Regions from separate parts of the Gossypium arboreum genome. Here region 2 is linked to region 1. The links are chromatin contacts, called in public Hi-C maps. All regions are on one chromosome and are shown on one strand. Each heading gives the region's core, a stretch centred on a gene start, on an enhancer-like site or on the middle of the called end of the contact. The rest is flanking DNA. Distances are from core to core; before and after follow the strand shown. Region 1 holds the start of LOC108476569 (protein DETOXIFICATION 40-like). Region 2 has its middle 3.4 kb from the start of LOC128290399.

Region 1 (6,110 bases), core at 1,219-3,718:
GGATGACTAACCTTGCTGCGGCATTGAACCCCACCGAAATCATAAACACCCATCCAGATATCGTCATGCTGAAAATAATGACCCATTGAAAATTTATTAATCTACCAAACCAATTTAATTAAATTTTTTAGGGTTAATATATACCCTCCCCAATTTATATTTATTTAATACTTAAATCTTTTGTTTTTAGAGCCAGTGAAGAACCTGGGAAGCAAGAAAAGAGAAGATGATTTGAAATGAAAGAACCCAGGCATTTGGCTTTAGAACTGATGCAGGGGAAATTGAGATGGACAGGTTCAGTTAGGGTTTTGTTTTATGTTCTTGGCTTTATAATGGTTGATTGAACCGCCCAAGCTAGCCAATGCATGTGAAATTGTTGGCAAGCTAAGGCGAATTTAAGGCTTTGTATCAGACTTTTACTCCGCATCAGGTGATTTCTTTCAAAAAGAAAAAAAATTTAATTGACATCTAAATTTAAAAATTATTAGCGAAGTTGATTTTTTTATTGGTCCAAATGTAAAATAAAAATAACAATCTTAAAATCCAAGAAAAATAATTAAAAATTTTCTAAAATACATGGAATTCATTTAACAAGCAACTTTTATATAATTTTCTTTTGAAATTATATAAAATATATAAAATTATCATTAAAAAACACTTAAACATATGGTTGTGCAAATTTAGACAATAATTTGTTCAAATTCATTAAGCACGTAAAATAAAAAAAATATTATTAGGACAGGAATTAATATTTTATTACCTGTTAATCTAAAATCTAATTTTGTTGTAGTGAAGATGATATATAATATTAGTCTGATATGGACATAATTAAGCAGTAGATATAGGACAAGAATCTAGTATTAGTCACTTATTACCTACAGTATATTTTCTTTTTGAAAGCAATATTGGATTGGATAGAAAAAAAAAAAAAGCAAAATCAAGGGCCGGAGTCAAATGAAAATAATAGGCGCAAATAAAAAAAAAACAAACGCACCCACACATTTCGAGAATAAAAAAGACAAAAGACAATGGAAAGTGAATTATTAGTTTCTGAATATACGAGTCTATTTCTATAGGACATTCAATATTTTAAATGATTTCTACTTACTTACCAAATGGAGAGTGAATCCAAAGCCAATTCTGGGTTCTCGAGCAACCCTGCAAGCAAAACCAGAATCTGAAAATACCAAGTTTCCAAGCACAACATCACCGCCGACGACGCCGATAACTTGAAGAATCCCGGCAGGCCAGTGAAGGCTTGACTGCTGAACCCATTCCATGTATATTTGCACTTGTCGCTTTTCACTATATACACAAATTGAGCAACCACCACAATCCACCACGACAAGCTCAACACCAAGGACGCACCCAACAAACCAAGCCCCATTTTGTACACCGCCACCCAACTCATCAGCAGATGTATGAATAATGTGGCTGTGGATATGTAAGCGCTAGGGGCCACTATGCTCTGAGCCTGCAGAAATTTCTGAATGGGGAAATTTAAGGCGTATGCGAAGATTTGTGGTATTAGACCATAGACGAAAATTGCAGCGGCGGAAGCAATATCAGGCGATTCACCTAGTAATAATAAGATTGGTTTAGAGAAGACATAGATGAGTGTGAGAAGAATCCCTGTGAAGGTGAGGAGAACTGCTGATCTTTGAAGATATATGCCTAGCATGTCGTATTTGTGTGCTCCAAAGGCTTGCCCGCAAAGCGTTTCCACTGCACTCCCCATTCCTAACTACATGATCCCGGAGTTTAGTTCAATTGCGACTAGTAACCTCATTTATACGTGCGTGTGATTTTATTGTGTTTTTAATTCTATCTATTACCATCAAGATGCAATCTTTGGGAATCTCTAATGTGAAAAAGAAAAGAAAATAGTTCATGTGATGTATGTACGTACCATGAGGCCATAAGCAAAGATTTGGATGCCAGTGTTTCCGAGGGAGGCGGCGGCGAGTTCAAGATTACCGAGATGACCGGAGAAGATTTGGGTGGACATAGACATGAGATAGTTGATCATATAAACAATGACAGCCGGCGCTGCCAAGTGGAAAAGGAGTTTCGATTCGATACATGTCGCTTTTCCCCAACGCTCCAACAAGGAAGAGTTACCGTCCGACAATACATCCTCAAGCTCCGAACTTGTTGATTCGGATTTCGTATCCGAAGTTTGTGATTGAAGCAGAGGTTCTCCGATGGCGTTTTCGTGGAGGGATTCCATTGTAGGCTGATCAGTTATGGCTGTCAGCCGAACAAAAGAGACTTTTTTTTTTTTGATGAAAGAACATAAGAGACTTTATGTATTTATGAGGAAACGCTGGCGGCTTAAATGACAATGAGAGCTGGATTTGGAAATTTATAAATATATTTCATAAATTAGAAAAAAAAAGGGTAACCAATTAATAGTTTAGGAAATAATTTTACATTTAAATGTTATTTTTATTGATATTTTTTAAAATGTAAATGATATCACGAGTATGGAAAATCGAACTTTTAATTGTGGCCTCGAACTCTAATTGGTAGCAAGTGCACGAAATCATTGAACTTTACAAATAAATGTTGGTTTTTCCTTTTTATTTTATTGATGAAGAAAAGACCAATTTGAAGATCTGCTTTTGGGCACTTGTATTATTAATTGCTTACGTCACTGTTTATGTATCTAGGATGTCGTTTTCTTATTCATTATTCTCTTTTCTATGGATTCTTTTTCAAAATTTAGTAGCCATAAACATCATATTAACATTTCGGATTTTTACAAAAATAAGATTAAAAAATAAAATTATACTTAAATAATACAACAAAAAAGTATGTATTAAAATGGTACATTTTAGGGTGGTGCCGCCTATGGCAGTGGCGTGACCACCCTGGATCTGATTTTTTCTGACTTTTTTTGTTAAAAAAAAAAGTAAAAAACAAAAATCTAAAAAAAAAAAAAAGGTTGTGGAGGGTGTGCCAGAGACAGCACCGGTCACGCCTTCCCATAAGCGACACCAGTGCTGCTACCGTGAAAGAAGAAAAAGAAGAAGAAAAGAAAAAAAAAAGAGGGCAAGGGGGAAAGGAAAGAAAGAAAGAAAAAAAGAAAGAAAAGCGAGGGAAGGAAAGAGACAAATAAGGAAAAAAATAAATAGGAATGAAAGTTTAGGATTTAAGGAAGACTAATTAAACCCTCGTTTAATTGCTGTAATTATTATTTCTTTTCCTTTTCTAGTTTTTACAAGAATAATTAAAGTGTTAAAAATGTAATTTTTTGTTATAAAATTTAATTTATTATTATTATCATTGATTTAATTGGAATTTAATTTTTATAAGGTATTATTTGGTTAAAAAGAGTTATTAAGGTATGTTTGTATTTATTTTAAATTTTATTGATTTATAATTTATTTTTAATGTTTATTGAAGTAAAAAACTTATTTATGTTATATACAAAGAATGTTTTATTTTTATGTAATTTATTTGTTATGTGTGTTTTAGATTGATTAGATATATTTTATGTAATTTAAATTATTTGGCATGTTATAATTATTTGTTGTAATTAATCATTACAAATTGGTTACTTATCTTGTACAATTAACTCGCAAAATATTACACTATACTAAATTATGAGTTAAAAATTATATCAACTTTTAAAATAACATAAAAAAATTATACCGACTTTTAAAATAACAATACATACAATTATACATTTAATATTTCTATTGAATAAACTAAGAGAAAAATAAAATAAATATTAGAAATTTATAAACTTAAATATTTACATATACAAATAGTATAGAGATATAAAAGAAGAGAGGGGAAGGAAAGAGAAAATAAATTTAAATATGACAAAATAAGGAAAAATAAGGAAAATAAATAAATAGAAAGGAAAGTTTAGGTTTAATATTACAAATTTATAAACTTAAATATTTACGATAATAATATTTCTATTTTTGTATATGTAAATATTTAAGTTTATAAATTTGTAATATTTCTATAATAATATTTCTTTATTATTTGTATATACAAATTAAATTATATAACAAAAAATTACCTTTTAAAAACTTTAATTATTATTCCCTAAATCCTAAACTTTCCTTTCTATTTATTTTTTTTCTTATTTTTCTCTTTTCTTCTCTCTCTCTTCTTTTTTTTTCTTTCTTTCTTTCCTTTTTCGCCGCCCTCTTCTTCTCCTCTTCTTCTTCTCTTCTTCTTCTTCTTCTTCTTTCATGGCAGTAGCACTGGTGCCGCCTATGGGGAAGGCGTGACCGGTGCCGCCTCTGGCACACCCTCCACCACCTTCTTTTTTCAAATTTTTGTTTTTTTTTCGTTTATTACTTTTTTTTAACAGAAAATGTCAAACCCAGGGTGGTCACGCCATTGCCATAGGCGGCACCATCCTGGGATGTACCATTTTGGTACATACTTTTTTAGTTGTATTATTTAAGTATTATTTTTTTATCTTATTTTTGTAAAAAACCCTCACATTTCTTTCTCTACATGTTCTTTTTTTTAAGTTAGTTCAATTGCATAAATCCAATCGTAAATATAAATATTTGTTACTTATTGTAAATTTTTTTTCACGTTTTCGAATAAAAGTGACTAATTCTTTCATTGTGATTATCTTCCAAAGAGGTAAATGATTGGCTAAAAAATATGCTCTATTCCTATTCCTATGGGTAAGGGTCTCTTGTAAAATAATTTAATAATCAATTAAGTCTTCAATTGAAAACAATACTTAACTAAACTCTTAATCGAATATAAGCAATCAATTAAATTATCAAAAAATTATTTTTGTATAAACTCCCAACATTTATTAAATTTTCCACTTGGCATGTCAAGGTTGTGCCACATAGCAAAATATGATAATTTCTATTAAAAATTCTTTAAAAATCATCAAAAATCTAAAATGCAGAATATAGTAATTTAGAATTTTAAAAATTTAAAAATGTAATAATATAAAATTATTTAAACAAAATATTAGAATTTTTAAAAATTATAAAAAACTTAAAATGGAAAAAATGGAAAAAAAACTACAAATATTATAAAATATTAAAATTAATTAAAATTTTAAAAAATATTAATTACAAAAAGTATAGAAATTATAAAACTGCAAAATAAAATGTTAAAAAAATGTGAAATCATGAAAAAAAATTAGTATATGTCGTTAACATGTCACATAAAGAATTTATACTCAAGAAAAAGAACCAGAATAATAAATTTGTTCTTAAAGTTGAATCAGGTAAAAAGTTGATTTTATAATTTGTTTTATTGAATATTTCCTTATTTAAAATTTAAAATTTAAAATTTATATTATTCTTTTTAAAAAAAAGACATGTTTTATATATAGTTTTAAATAATAATAATAATAATAATAAGGGTTAAAATGTGAATTTATCACCAAATTATAAGTGAATATTGAAATTTGTTTTTATATTTCATTTTAACTAATTTTTGTCATCACGCTTTGAGAATATGGGTAAATTTACAATTCAATTATTATGTGATTAGATTTTGCCACTAAACTTTGAATTTTACTGAATTTTATCACTAAATTTAATTTATTTAATTAAATTTTACCACAATATCAATTTTGATGATTAACAAAATAATGAGGAAAATTATCATTTCAAATATTTTATTTTATTTTTAAAATTTAATTCATTTATAAAATATTAATAAATTATCTTAGAATTTTAGTGTAAGGAACACTCGAATTTGAAAAAACAAAAAAAATTTATAAAATAATTATATTACTTAATTTATTATTTTAGCTATTAAAATAAAATAATTAAAATATTTTTAATTTAATTTAATCTTCAAATTATTTTAAATTGAAATTGAATAGCAAAATTTAAAGAAAAACAAAAACATGAGTACCATTTTTTTTTTTTGGGTAAACGAAACAACAATTACAAAGGACGATTCATGAGGGAATTATCAACAAATTTATCTTCCTGCAAAATATCTTTAATCCTAATAGGAGGAGACTCGAAAATACGCAAGGAGTTACTACTTGATAGGGCCATTTTAGCCAAAGCGTCAGCGACCCAATTGGTTTCTCTGGGAACAAAATTCAAGAACCAATTTCTTTCCGAGGCCAGAATTTGTTGTATCCTCTTAATGAG
Region 2 (5,963 bases), core at 1,492-3,991, 120 kb after region 1:
TTTCGGTGTCAAAGCTTTAGATTTAATAAAATTCATAATTGTTGATCAAATATCGAATTATAAGAACAAGCTTAGTTTTAACAATAAGAATCAAAATATTACCTTAATTTGAAAAGAACGACGAATTGTAGATCTAATTCGATGAAAAACTTTTGAAGAACAATGAGGAAATTTATGAAGAAAAAAAAGAATTTTCTTTACAATTGAAGGAAGAATTGGTGTTTGGAAGGTTAGAAAATTAGTAGGGATGAGTTAATTTTGAGAGAAAATGCTCTGATTTATAGTTTAGAAAATTTTCAACTGAAGAGATGAAAAGAGAGGGAAACATGAATGAGGGTTTAAATAGCCAAAGGGAAGAAACATATTTTTTAATTTTGGAAAATTTTCCATTTAAAAACTTTCTATTTTCTTCCTTTTCCAATTAAGTCTTTATTTCAAATTAAAACCCATTTCCTTAATTATTTTCAAATATGGTTTCTTTTTTAAAATTCGTTTTAAGAAATTTAATAACCAAACACTTAATTCTAATTTCCCAACCTAAATTTTTGGACCTGAATATTATTTTAATATTTTATCAAATTTTATTAATCACTTTCAATCCAATTTTGGTATCCGGAATGGATACTCGGTCCACTAAACCGATTCTACTAAAACAATTTTTGGGATGTGACAATAATTTCCTCTAAAATAGTATATATTTCTCTTGGAAAATCCTTTGGGTAAATTTGATAAAAATCCCTTAATCCACTCTTCATTCAACCAAGGTGATAAGGATAAGAACTCAACCATTATTCAATAGACTCATGGCCTCATCAATAGGATTTGTTAAAGCATTTGAGAGTCCTAGTCAAACGCCAACTGTTGTTTTGTCAAACATCTCATAACTTTGTAGGCCATAATCATCAAAAAGGCTGAACACCTTTCTATGGCCCAAGTAGAAATTTGTTCTTATTCTAACAAAACATGGAACATGCAATGTCGAAAACTCCAACAATATATGAGTTGAATTAATTTTTAAATATGATTTAGGATGAATATATGGTGACAAGCCCAAAACAAAATTTTGAGAAAATGAAGAAAAAGGAAATTATTTTGTGTGGCAAATCCATAGTTGATTGCTGGAAATAAGTGTGATAATGTGAAAATGCATGTCTAAGAATAGTTTTGGCTAGGAAAGACTTGGTACTTCAGAGTGTCATGTACACCACCTCTCTTTCTTGGGAACCTACCTAGTGCTTTATTCATCAACTACATTTACTATTCCAGTATCCAATTGTGATGACAAACTGCACCACTATATAACTTTGTGCAGAAATCAAGAATGGAAAAATTATAATTTTATTAAACCAAATGTCAATTTGATCGAAGCAAATGATATAATTTTCTTGGTAATTCTTAAGTCAATATCATGACTAATCTAAAAGAGTAGGTGATAGATAGTGGTGCCACTCGATACATTCATGATAATTAAAATGCCTTTATGTTCGACTCTAAAGTGGAAGAATGAGAAGAGGTTGTTCTATCTTAGAAACTTTGGAAACTGCATATGTGCTTGGAAAATGCTAGGTTATGTTCAAACCTCCGTCTAGAAATACCTTATACTAAGTGAGATGTTTCATATTCCTAAATTTCAAATCTATTTGGTTTCTACCATATTATTAGGAAAAGTTAAAGTAAAAGTTTCCTTCAAATGAGATAAGATTATAATGATTAAAAATATACTTTCATAAGAAAAAGTTTTTCTAACCATATATTTTTTGTTGTTTGATTTAAAAATTATTAATGGCAATGCTAGTCTATGTGCTTGCCTGATTGAAATATCATGATCTATGTGGTATGTTAATAATGGATTTGTGAATGCATGTCGTCGTGTAACTGAAAAAAATTAGAGCATTAAAATACTTACTAAAATGTGTGATTAATTTATAAGTTTACTATATATAAATTTATAAATATATTATTTATGGGGACTAAAAGATTAATTTTCCATTTTTGCTTATTGCCCCTAAGCCTTGCGGGAATTGTGTGGGTGAAGCCTACGTGTAAATTATGTATGAATCCACGTGCTTGTAATCATACAACATTTGACGAAATCATGTTTTCTGTAAGTGATGGTCAATTTGGTGAGGTCTTTCAATCGCAATGGAGAGATACAATAATAATATATAGGATTTTGTCCTAGTTGAGATAACCAGTCGAAATAAGTAAATTCGATCAAGATAAGGTGATTCGGCTAGTATTGATTTTTGGCGTTAATAAGAAGCAGAAAATGTAATTGGTTCGTGGAGATGGTCAAGGGTGGGCCTTGACCCAGCCTGCATGTTTTGGATGGGCTTCCAACAACCTGCCTATCGGCGGTCAGGCGGATAGGTTCCAGTAGTGTTGGTTGTCCAATTTTCCCAACAACGAAGCGGCCCATTTCACAACCTCTCAAATTGTCTTGATTCCCCCAAATCCTTCCTTCTCTGCTGAATGGGAAAGGCAACCTGCTTTGCTTGTTTCTTAAGTTGAATTGCGAAGCTTCTTTTGATCCCATGTCTGTCTGGGTTTTAATGGTAGTGACCAATGTGGTGGTTTAATTAATTGATGTGGGAGTCTAATCGTTCCTGCATGCATTATCTGTTGAAGTTGACCAATGCAAGTTATTTTTGAATCTGATCGTCAAAAACTTGATGACCCACCCCATCTTAATCAATCATTCGGCTGATTGCTGGAGTACCCCAGTAATTGAACTGGATAATCGCTATCTTTCTCCTTTGTTGTTACAGATATAAATTGGGTAACTTGGCTTCTTCACCACATTACTTGTCTTCCTTGCTTTTACTGTGATGGTCTCGGGCTTAGTCTTTCCTTTCCTTAATCAGGTTTAGTGCTACCAGTTAATAAGTTAATTTAAGTTCAATACAAGTAAAAAAAATGAAAGAAAGAAGGTTGAAGTAGACGAAGCCTCACATGGATGTGAGCCGAGTCAAATAGAAACCCATATACACGTTTGGAGGTTAGCCAGCTTTAGGTGGCATCTATCTGTCTCCCATTATAATAAACACCGAAAAAAAAGTGGGAAAGGGGGCATTTCCACATGCACAAACAACAAAGGAAAACACTCCTACGTTTCTTCTCATAACCTAACCCATGTGATTGATACCCTTTAATATAACTGTGTTGACGCCTCCACCTCGCCTTCGCCTTGCCCCCTTCTCAATTTACTAACTTTCAGCCCACCCTTTTCTGTTCTATATACACTAATCTTTAATTAAAATTTTATATATAATGAAGTTCAAAATTGGTGCCCTAAACATGAAAGATATCTCACATTCACCCAAACCACCCCCACCATCTCTCTTTTTTTTTTTTTTGCCATTGCATGTTCTAAGCAAAAGTTGACTAATCTTAACTAATTGTATTTCATATTTATCAATCAAAAACTCCAATTCAATTGCTTTTAGACATCACTTGTTTACTTAGCTACTATATTAGCTTAAATAATTTATTTTGAAGCTTTCCAATGAAACCCCGAGTAAAGTCGTGATATTCATTGGTTGGAAAGGTATTTATAATATCTATGAATGTGGATTTAGTTGATATGATTTTCCGGGGGAGTTGGTTAGGTCGATGGGAAAATCAAAGCTTTCGGTTCCAAGTTTTTTTCTGAGAAAAGAAAATAAGTTGATGCTGATGATGATATAAGATACAAGTTAATTGCAGGTAGATTGAAATAAAAATCAAACATTATGTAATCAGTTTGTTTCGAATGAAATAAAATATTTGTTGTAAATCAATAGCACATATGCTGTTTAGAAACCAACAAGTATGTGGAAACAGTGCATCCAAATGTTGTATAAAGAAGTGGGGTCACGTTGAAGCAAGTTTGTAGGCCTTTAAACTGAGTTAATAAATTAATTAGAGAGAGGGTTTAATTAAGCTGCTACCTGCCTAATTTATAACGCAAAATTGGGTCACCAGTAAAGTAGGGCAATTGATTACGCTATCAAACACAAAGTTCATTTGTCGTGGAGCCAAGACCTAACTACTTTCAACTGTTGATGAAGAATCTGTATCTAATAATTCGAGTAGTAAATTTCCAAATAAAAAAGGTTCGATTTTCATTTTATTACTTTTATTTTTAGGTATATTAATAAAACTACCCTGATCATTTACAATTTTGATAATTTATTTTTTAATTTTTAATTTTGAATCAGATTAATTTTTTTCTAATGAAATATAATAGTGCTGATGTGGCTGTGAAATTTTATTTAATTTAATTTTGACAATAAGTAATTATGCATTAGTTTTTTTTGGTGAAAAAGATAAATACAACCAATTAAGCTAAACTACTTTAAAAATTGAAGAAAAAGTTCAGTAAATGTTATTATTTAATATTTACGAGTCAAATATGATATTAAAATAAATTTTTATATTAGCAACTTATGCTATTTGAATGAACAATTAGGTTCAAGTGGTAAAACCTTAAAGTCAAGTGTTTTAGAAAATGAGGTATCGGGACTTCGTTTCTATAAACCGAGCCATGAATATTTTTATAAATATTTACTGAGTGTTAGTAAGGTTGTATTAAAGTTTCGTTAAAAATTTTAATATTTAGATAGTTAATTAATTAAAAAAAAATATATTATAAAAGTTACAAAAGCAAGTCTCTATTAATTAATAAGATAATTGGACAAAGTACAAAGGTTTATGAGGCAAATATACCATTGTTAAAAAGTGGAACCGTTGGCTTTGTTTTAGTATGAATATATATGTTTTATTAATTAAAATAAAACTAATTAAAATGTAATAAAATAAAACAATAAGGCATTATCATTTGATTTTCTTCTTTATACACCGAATGTCACCATGGAAATGGAAATAGAAAAGCTCCAAGCTTTGGTCTTACTATGGATGATGCATGTAAGTTCATTTTGATCTCCTTTTTTTAATTTTTATATTTTTGAGATCGTTGCAACTAAGTACAGCTAGTTCGTACCTTCGTTGTTGAAATAGTTAAAGACTTTGAATGTTGTCTTCATTGTTGAAATAGTTAAAGATTTTGAATGTTGTCATTGATGAATCTTTGTGATTTTATATGTTAAATGATGAATTTGAGGTATTAGTTGTTATTTATAAGTATTTTGTTAAGTGATTTTGATGAATTTAACGATTAGGGATTAAATTGTTGAAATAGTAAAACTACAAAGACTTGGTGTGAAATTGTGACAAATGTGGATAGTAATGGCTGCTATTAGTATTTGGCTAGTATGAATTTTCAGTAAAATTGGTTTATTTGCATGATTAGGACATAAGGACTAAATTAAATAAAAAGGAAAAAGTTGAGGGAAATTTTGTAAAAATGTCAAAAGGGACTAAATTGCATAAAATGAATTGGTTTTGCTGTCTAAATTAATAAATTGAATGAAATTGTTAATTTAGGTCAAGAACGATTGAAAAATCGAGGAGAAGAGAAAATTACCAAATAACCCCTATACTTAGTCATTTCTATAATTTAGCCAGGTAAGTTTGTACGATTAAATACCGCTTTGATGTTATTGTAAATTATATGTTGATATGTTAAATGCTATGTAAATTGAATGATGAAAATCCAATAATGCCATGATGTCTACCAAGCCCCGTTTGAACCTTAGGAATTCGTAGGATACAAATTACATGTCATTAGGGTTTTCATGTTTCGGGTGCTGGTCTTGAATGTCCTACCGATGGATGAGGTTCTTCATTTTTTGCGGATACACCACATCTCATGTGAGCAACATCGTGCAGCTTACATTCCAACCCACAGCTCATGTGAGCAATGATGTAAAGGAAATGAAATGTTACGGTTATATGTTTAGCACACTTTGTGTGAGCTATCCCGCATATCTAATGATATTCTAAACGGTTCAATGGGCATGAAAAGGAAAGAAACAGTAAGTATTCAAATGATTATTGTCATGAATCTATGAAAATAAATGAAA

What was found. Hi-C and Micro-C count contacts between places; a contact is called where the count stands out from the background.
Region 2: a contact with region 1 is called in a Hi-C map of leaf, with 2.1 times the contacts expected there. The contact joins the enhancer-like site here to the promoter of LOC108476569 in region 1. A contact is called at or near these places in 2 of 5 Hi-C or Micro-C datasets (both in leaf).

The regions. Positions count from the first base shown.
Region 1 is chr3:41,148,968-41,155,077 of ASM2569848v2, forward strand. It overlaps LOC108476569 (protein DETOXIFICATION 40-like), which reads right to left and starts at 2,469. Exons shown (of 7, transcript XM_017778808.2): 1 at 1,910-2,469; 2 at 1,113-1,744; 3 at 12-68. The coding sequence starts at 2,230.
Region 2 is chr3:41,269,865-41,275,827 of ASM2569848v2, forward strand. No RefSeq gene overlaps it. Among protein-coding and RNA genes, the nearest start is that of LOC128290399, 3.4 kb to the left of the region's middle. Within about 2 kb of position 2,742, at least 2 of the 2 cell types and tissues checked have an H3K27ac peak or open chromatin away from gene starts, as enhancers often do. A contact at or near this core is called in leaf, where this site is marked.